Linked DNA regions of Pan troglodytes: region 2 is linked to region 1. Evidence: chromatin contacts called from public Hi-C data. All regions are on one chromosome and are shown on one strand. The core of a region is the stretch at or near the end of the contact, and the rest is flanking DNA. Distances in the headings are between cores, read along the strand shown.

Evidence for each region. Hi-C and Micro-C count contacts between places; a contact is called where the count stands out from the background.
Region 2: a Hi-C map of stem cell-derived neural progenitor cells shows a contact between it and region 1, with 4 times the contacts expected there. The contact joins two enhancer-like sites. A contact is called at or near these places in 1 of 7 Hi-C or Micro-C datasets (stem cell-derived neural progenitor cells) and 1 of 1 other capture datasets (stem cell-derived neural stem cells).

Annotation. Positions count from the first base shown.
Region 1 is chr21:43,438,668-43,442,607 of NHGRI_mPanTro3-v2.0_pri, reverse strand. It overlaps RPN2 (ribophorin II), which reads right to left. Exons shown (of 17, transcript XM_016937887.4): 5 at 387-462. Among named protein-coding and RNA genes, the nearest start is that of MROH8, 23 kb to the right of the region's middle. Within about 2 kb of position 1,892, at least 3 of the 24 cell types and tissues checked have an H3K27ac peak or open chromatin away from gene starts, as enhancers often do. A contact at or near this core is called in stem cell-derived neural progenitor cells, where this site is marked.
Region 2 is chr21:43,620,726-43,624,665 of NHGRI_mPanTro3-v2.0_pri, reverse strand. It overlaps SRC (SRC proto-oncogene, non-receptor tyrosine kinase), which reads right to left. Exons shown (of 15, transcript XM_054674765.2): 3 at 2,434-2,687; 4 at 643-742; 5 at 340-357. The coding sequence starts at 2,683. Among named protein-coding and RNA genes, the nearest start is that of SRC, 57 kb to the right of the region's middle. Within about 2 kb of position 2,000, at least 6 of the 24 cell types and tissues checked have an H3K27ac peak or open chromatin away from gene starts, as enhancers often do. A contact at or near this core is called in stem cell-derived neural progenitor cells, where this site is marked.

The DNA of each region.
Region 1 (3,940 bases), core at 643-3,142:
AGACAAAGAGAGATATACTGCTCTCCTAGGCAACATGACTAGGCAACCAACGTGCCTGTGAAGCATCCAGTGAGAACACCATCAGGACTGCTTGTCACCCCTGCCAGGCAGTCCATGACAGAGGTCCCAGAGGAGCATGATATTCTGGGCAAAGGCAAGGATAGAGCAATAATAAAAACCACAGTCACCACGTCCTGAGGACCTATTATGTAATAGGCACAAATATTCCTCAGGACACAATACCTTAATACAAAGAACACAAGTGTGCCATGGATATAAGAAGCAGTGTAACCTGTAGTAACAGATCATGCATGGCTATCTGCAAGATTCTTCTGCAGAGTGTCAAAGACAGGAGCTGGGAGATGCATTTGGCAAAAGATTCACACCTCAATCTCCTCCACGATGCTCCTCAGGTCAGCCTGCTGGGACAGGTGGGATGCTGTCTGCAGAGCCTGGACCGTTCTGGAAGGTAAAGAGTAGAACCCCAATGAATGGCAAGTCTTGTTTCATCCACTCACCCCTTCCCGTACTTGGACATTTTCACAAATATCCTACTCTTGTTCTTTAGAAGTACAAGTTGGTCTCAGCCTTTAAGGAGTTTACTTATAATCCAGTTAGGACAGGTGTGACAAAACCTGGAAAAGATCATCACAGCTGAGAAGGCAACCCAGACAACAGAACTGGCAAGAAGAACCGTGGGCATTGGGCTGGGCGCAGTGGCTCACTCCTGTAATCCCAGCATTTTGGGAGTCTGAAGCAGGCAAATTCCTTGAGCCCAGGAGTTCAAGACCAGCCTGGGTAAGATGGTGAAACCCCATCTCTACTAAAAATACTAAAAATGAGCCAGGTATGGTAGCGTGTGCTTGTAGTCCCAACTACTTGGGAGGCTGAGGCCCAGGAAGCAGAGGTTGCAGTGAGCCACTGCACTCCAGCCTGAGCAATAGAGTGAGACCCTGTCTCAGAAAAAAAAAAAAAAAAAAAAAAGATTGAAGCAAAATTCACATAAAATTAACCATTTTAAAAAGCAAACAATTCAGGGGTGCTTACTACATTCACAATGTTGTGCAACTACCACCTGTCTAGTTCCCAAATATTTCCATCAGTCTAAAATAAAACCCATTGGTTGAGCACGGTGGCTCACACCTGTAATCCCAATACTTTGGGAGGCCGAGGCGGGAGGATCACTTAAGCCTGGGGGTTCGAAACCAGCCTGGGCAATACAGTGAGACCTCATCTTTACAAAAAGTTTAAATATTAGCTGGGTATGGTGGCACATGCCTATAGTCCCAGGTACTCAAGAGGCTGAGGTAGGAGGATCACTTGAGCTAGGGAGGTTGAGGCTTCAGTGAGCTGTGATTGCACCACTGCACTCAGCCTAAGTGACAGAGTGAGACCCTGTCTCCAAAAAAAATAGATAAAACCCACCGAGCAGTTTCTCCCCATTGTGTCTCCCCTTAGCCCTCAGCAACCAGCAATCTATGTTCTATCTCTACGGATTTGCCTATTCTGCTATTTCACAGAAATGGAATCATACAATCTGTGTCCTTTTATGTCTGGCTTCTTTCACTCAACAGAATGTTTTCAAGGCTCATCCATGTTGTAGCATGTATCTGCACTTCATTCTTTTTTATGGCTTATTCATATATTTTTATCTATAATTCTGGAAGATAAGCTTTTTAAGATGGAACATGATAGATGTATACATGTAAGACTTATTAGATTCTATTATCTTAATGCAGATAATTTGGAAAATATAAATGGTGCTTTTCTGGGTGAAACTGGGAGAGAAGAGGCCCCCTGGTGGTTAAACAGACTGCTGCTTCCACCCCGAATGGTTTCCTAATTCCTAAGAGATGACTGGGCCCTTGTGTAAAACCACCACTTATCAAGTCAATATGTCAGGGAATGTAGAGCAAGAATCTGTCTGCTTATGTCAAGAACATAACAATTTAGATACTCTCCATGGGAAACTCATTCCATTAAGATGACAAGTTGGAAAACAGCAGAGTCACAATTTACAGAGAGACAAGCCCCAGAGTATTCAACGACACCTCTGGGATGCTTGCTGTTATCATACACTTGAGAAAATGAAACCTGAATTTCCAAACAAGACAAAAATCACACATCTGCCCGTGATAAACGCTGTGCTCAGAAAAGGCAGTTAAGATAGCCTAGAAAGAACTTCTCAATTAAGGTATCATTTTTTTCTCTTTGGAATGAGAGAGTGCCGTGCTGGTAACAACCTCAGAAGTTTTAGAATGAAATTAATCCACTGAGTTTTAGAAAGTTTTGTCACTGGCTTTAATTACTTATTCCCCAGCCAGCAATTTCTTTTTCTCTGGAGCATAATACTGTATTCGAACACTAAGAAAGCAGATCTTATCTTGCTAATATATAGCAGATGATTCAGAGAAATTGATTTATGACAGACTACAATGAGATCTTCTCAGGTGGTTCATTCAAACCTACAAGTATTTTCTTTTTTTCCATTCAAGACAAGTTTACAAACATACACTTCCTAGAAAAAGCCCATTTAAATATAGAAGGCCCATTCAGAAGAGTTCTAATTTATATCAGCTTGCCTTTAATAGGGCAAATTAATAGTAATATAAGGCAACCTACCAGTTGGATTTCACAATGACCCTACGAGACATTCTCCCGGTTTGCATATGAGAACACTGAGGTTTAGGGGGGCTAAACAACCCACTCATGGTCACAGAGGTTGAGTGGAAGAATGGATTTGAACACAGTTCTTTCTGCTCCAAAGCGTATGTTCTTCCTACCTATAAGCTTTCTACAAGACAGCAGAAACACAAAAGTATAGTTTCATCCTTTATTAACTCCGTTGGGTACAGACCATGTGCCAGGCTCTCTAAGCACTGCAAGTAAAGCTTATGGCTGGGTGTGGTGGCATGTGATTATAGTCCCAGCTACTCAGAAGGCTAAGGTGGGAGGATCGCTCAAGCTCAGGAGTTTGAGGTTGTAGTGAGCTTTAAATATGATCGCATTGCACTGCAGCCTAGATGACACAGTGAGACCCTGTCTCAAAAAAAAAAAAAAAAAGCTTATGACCTAACATACAAATAACAACAACAAAGGAAGTAACAAACTCTCTAAGAAGGGGGACCTGTTTGTTAGGGACCTAACAAACAAATGGTCCACAAAAGGAACTCCGTTTCCTACACGCCCACCAAGAACCAGGCACTGCGCTAGGGTCTTCACACCTATTATCTCACTTAATCCTGTCAGTTGCTTTGATGTAAGAATTATGGGTTTCATTTTAAAGGCAAGGCTCAGAGAAGTTAGAAATTTGGCCAAAGTCAGACACAAGGAATGAAATAGCTGGTGTTCAAACCTAAGTCTGTCTGACTCCAAAGTGGATGTACTTCCCCTGTACTTCTTCCTGGGGTTCTGGGGTTTTGAGGAAGGGGATTTTCCCTTCTGCTTGGAAGGAAATGGGAATTTTTTTTGTAGAAGGTAGCATCAAAGTAAGGCAGAGGCACTAACAGTGGCATCATGGCATGAGATGATGGTGACTGGAGAAGCATTCCCCATGAGGGATTAAAAGCAGATATCAAAATATGTCACCTGAAATCAAAGGCCCAAAAGGGCCAAGCACTGGACAAAGTGTGTACAAAATGTCAGCCCCAGAGTCACTGATGATTGACCATGTGAATATAGGGAGGGTGTGAGGAGGGACAGAGAGGGAATGTCAATTGCCTGTGAACCCTGTCCTTAACAAAGCTTTAAGTTTAGAGAAAATCTGGTTGTTAGCAAAAAAACAAAAAACAAACAAAAAAACCTGGGAAACAATCTCACTGTTTTGAAAGGGGGAATTGGTATCACCAACCTCTTGCTAAACAACGAACAGGATTCCAGAAAGGTACTCCACACCCTCCTTCAGGGTTTGCAATTAAATGGTGAACACAAATAAAATAAC
Region 2 (3,940 bases), core at 751-3,250, 180 kb before region 1:
AGGCCTTCTCCACCCAGGCTATCCCCATCACAGCACTGGGTCCTGCATGCAGCAGATACTTGGGTGGGCTGACGGGGCAGAATGGGAGGGTGAGTGAGTAGGAAGGTGGATGGGGAGAAGGTGTGCAGGAGAGTGCAATGGAAGGGCCCCTGATCGCAGCCTGCGTTAAGGTCCAGGACCTAATCAAATTGGTGGAGGGGGGAGAGGAGAAGCTGGGAGGTGGGGAGCAGCCAAGAGAGCCAGAGATCACAGGCAGGGAGTGGAAGCACATGCAGACAGCAGCCCCCACCCCCCGCGAAGCACCCCACCCAGCCCGCCGCCCACGGAGCATGTACACACCTGACATCCACCTTCCTCCTAAGGGCCAGCGAGAGAGAAGCAGAGAGAGGGAGAAGCTGAGAGAGGGCTGGAGGGAGCAAGCGAGAGCCAGGGATTGGGAGGAGTTCCCCATGGCTGGGGGAGCAACAGCAGGTGCTGCCCAGGGCGAGAGTGCAGCAGGCGCCTGCCTCCACACTGCCCTGGGCTTCGCACTGCCCTCGGCTCTGCACTGTGCTGCCCTGATGCCAGATCCTGCATGAGCCCCTGCCCGCTTTGAAGTCCCACCACCCAGCCCTGAGGGGCAATAGGGAAGGGGGCACTCACGTGTTGTTGACAATCTGGAGCCGCTCGCCTTTCTTGAAGGACAGGTCTGTCTCCGTCCTAGACTCATAGTCATAGAGGGCCACAAAGGTGGTCACTCCACCTGCAGAGAGGGGTGGGGTGTGTCAGAACAGTGGGGCCACAGCCAGGGAAGGCATGGGCAGGATGGCCCTGTACCCAGGAGGAGTGGATTTGTCTCCCACACACAAGTGCTCAGCCCAAAGACACAGTCAGGTTCAGTGAAGATGGGCCTGTGCACGTGTCCACTGCATCCGTGTATCTGCGCGTCCCTGCAAGGGCGTGTGGGAGCGGGAGCATCCCTTCCTGTCCGCGTCCGTCCCCGGGGCTTTGGGCAGTGCTGGGTGCTGGCTTATCTGTTTGGTGCCTGTCTTGCTCTAGGAGCAGAAGTCGCCAATAACAAGCATCTTTGTTTTGTTTCCAGACCCAGGCACATAGTAGGTGCTCAAGAAAGAGCTATAGGCTGAACGAAGCGGTGAATGAAGAACACTGCCCCAGGAGGCTCGCTCTCTCTCTATAAAGTGTGTCACTCTGGGCACTCCTGGTGTCCAGGAAGATTTGGCTCCAAGTAACTGCCCCCTCAAAAAGGCCCCCGTACCCCCTTCCACCATTTTAAGCTACAGCCTCCACCTCCTCACATCCCCCAGCCCTCCCTCCCTGCCTGTTTTGCGCCTTCGCAGCAGCGCCCCTTCTAACACCCTCCACGAGCTGCCCTTTGCTTCCTTCCCCCAGGTGGGTTCTGTCTGCACCGCTGGGGCCCGGGCAGCAGAGGAGCCCTGGCCTGTAGTAGGAGCTCCACATATACTTATTGAACAAATGAATGGTGTGTCTGTGGGTCTGTTTCTCTCGCTTGGGCGTGCGTCTGCGTCTGAAGGGTCCATGCCTGTCCGCGTGTCTCTGAGTGTTCTCATGTTCTCGATGCACCTGTGTGTATCTGTCTCCTGGGCGGCCACGATGGTGAGATTGTGATTTCCAGCTGAGCGTGTGTCTGTGTCTTGTGTGTGTCTCTGAATGCGCTTCTGACGGCATGTGCGTGTGTCTTCAGCTACAAGTGTGAGGTCACCTGTGCATGTGAGTTTGTATCTGGGTACATCTGCGATGGGGATGTGTCTGCGGGTGTCTGTGACCCTGCCTCCACCCCGCATGTGTGCGTGTCCCTGGCGGGGGTGTAGCCGTGTGTGTGGCCCAGCGTGTGCCTGTGGGGAGAGTGAACGGGTCTGAGTGAAGGAGTGAAGTCTGCGTGGAATGTCTGGGGCACCGCCGCGGCTCTCCAAAACGGCCCTCTCCGGGGCTGCGGTGACCGCAGAGCGCCAGCAGAGGGCGCAGGGGCGCATCCTGGCGCGGGCCCAGCCGGGGCCGTCCGGTGCCCCGTTCCCCGCGCGACCCAGCTGCCCCTCCGCCGCACGTGGGCCGCGCGTCCCGACTCATCTCTGGGCGGACCCAGGCAACGAAAAAGGACTGGGCGCCAGGCAGCAGCAGGCCCGGTCCCCGCGCCGCCCCTCTCTCTGGGCCTCAGCGTCCCACTAGGACCCCATCACCACACCCCGCGTCCTCTGCGCCTGCTCCACCCCAAAGCCAGCGGCGGCGGCGTGGATGCTTCACAGTGTGTACGCCCCCCCCCCCCCCCCCCCGCCCCGCACACCCAAGTCACCCAGGGGCGCTACCCCTGGCGAGAGGAAGGGCCTGCGCAGAGGGGGCGACCCCGGGCACACAGCCCCGCCGCCTCCCCGCCGTGGCCCCAGGTGGACGAGGACCCCGCGCCGCCCGCGCACTGACCGGCCAGCGGGCCCGCCCTCTGCGGGGAGGTGACGGTGTCCGAGGAGTTGAAGCCTCCGAACAGCTTGGGCTCGGCGGCCGCGGGGGCGAAGGCCGCGCTGGGGCCGCGGTGGCCGTCGGCCGAGGCTGGCTTGCTGGGGGTCTGCGAGGCGGGGAAAGCGCCCCCGCCAGCGCCGTGCACGTTCTCGGCGGGCTCCAGGCTGCGGCGCCGCTGGCTGGCATCCTTGGGCTTGCTCTTGTTGCTACCCATGGTCCTGGCAGGAGAGAGAGAAGACACTGGAACTGGCAGGGCTGCCGGGGCCCCTTGGCCGGCCTCCCTCCCACCCATTCCACAGATAGGGAAAACGAGGCCCAAAGAGAGGCAGCAGGGCCGGGCGCGGTGGCTCACGGCTGTAATCCCAGCACTTTGGGAGGCCGAGGCCGGCGGATCACTTGAGGTCAGGAGTTCGAGACCTGCCTGGCCAACACGCGGAAACCCGGGCTCTACTTGAAAAAAAAATTAGCCGGGCATGGTGGCACGCGCCTGTAGTCCCAGCTACTCCGGAGGGTGAGGCAGGAGAATCGCTTGAACAGGGGAGGCAGAGGCTGCAGTGAGCTCAGATCCTGCCACTGCACTCCAGCCTGGGCGTCAGAGGAATACTCTTTTTAAAAAAAAAAAAAGAAAAGAAAAGAAAAAGAAAAAAATGGGGGACAGGGGCACCAGCCTTTTTGGGAGAGTTAGCCTCTCAAAACCTCGATGTCTTCATCTGTAAAATGAACGTAAGGATGGCATCCATCCGTAAAGGGCTTCCTCGGTCCAGCGCCAGGAACGGAAGAAATGCCTCATAATCAGAAGCCCTGACCTTACCCACCCACCTCCCCCTGAGTCACTGTTTCCCTCCCTCCTGGCAGGGACAGTATCTGAGCCACGCCTATGTCCCGGGCACCTAGCACATGGAGGGGGCTCATTGAGGGTTTGTTGAATGAATACGTGGCTGACGGGAATTGCCTAACGCTGGGGAAAGGTGCTAAAAGTGGCAGCCAAGGCCATACAGCAGGAGGTTTGAAGCAGAGATGGCTGGGAGCTCACTCCAGCCACAGGGCCTTCACACATACCATTCCCACTGCCCAAATGCTGTTCCCTGGCCACTTCACCAGGGTGACTGGTGCCTCCTTCCGTTCTCAACTCAAAAGTCCCCTCCTTGGGAAGTGTTCCCCAAATCCTTTCACTGGATCCCCCTGACTTCTGTCTGTCTTTGATAACATGTGGTCCTGTTTTGTTTTTGTTGTTTGAATTCATGTGGTTATGTGACTACTGTCATGGGCTTTTGTTCATCTTGTTCACTGCTGTGCTCCCAGTGCCTAACATGGGGTGTGGCACACAGTAGGTGCTCAGTAAACAGCTGAACGAATGAATGACTATTTAAGAGCTAAGGGACTTCAGAGCCAGAAACCTGGGAGGTCCAGAGAGACGGAAACACAGAGTAGACCAAGTTGAAAACTCCCCCTGACGCCCACAGTCCTGCCA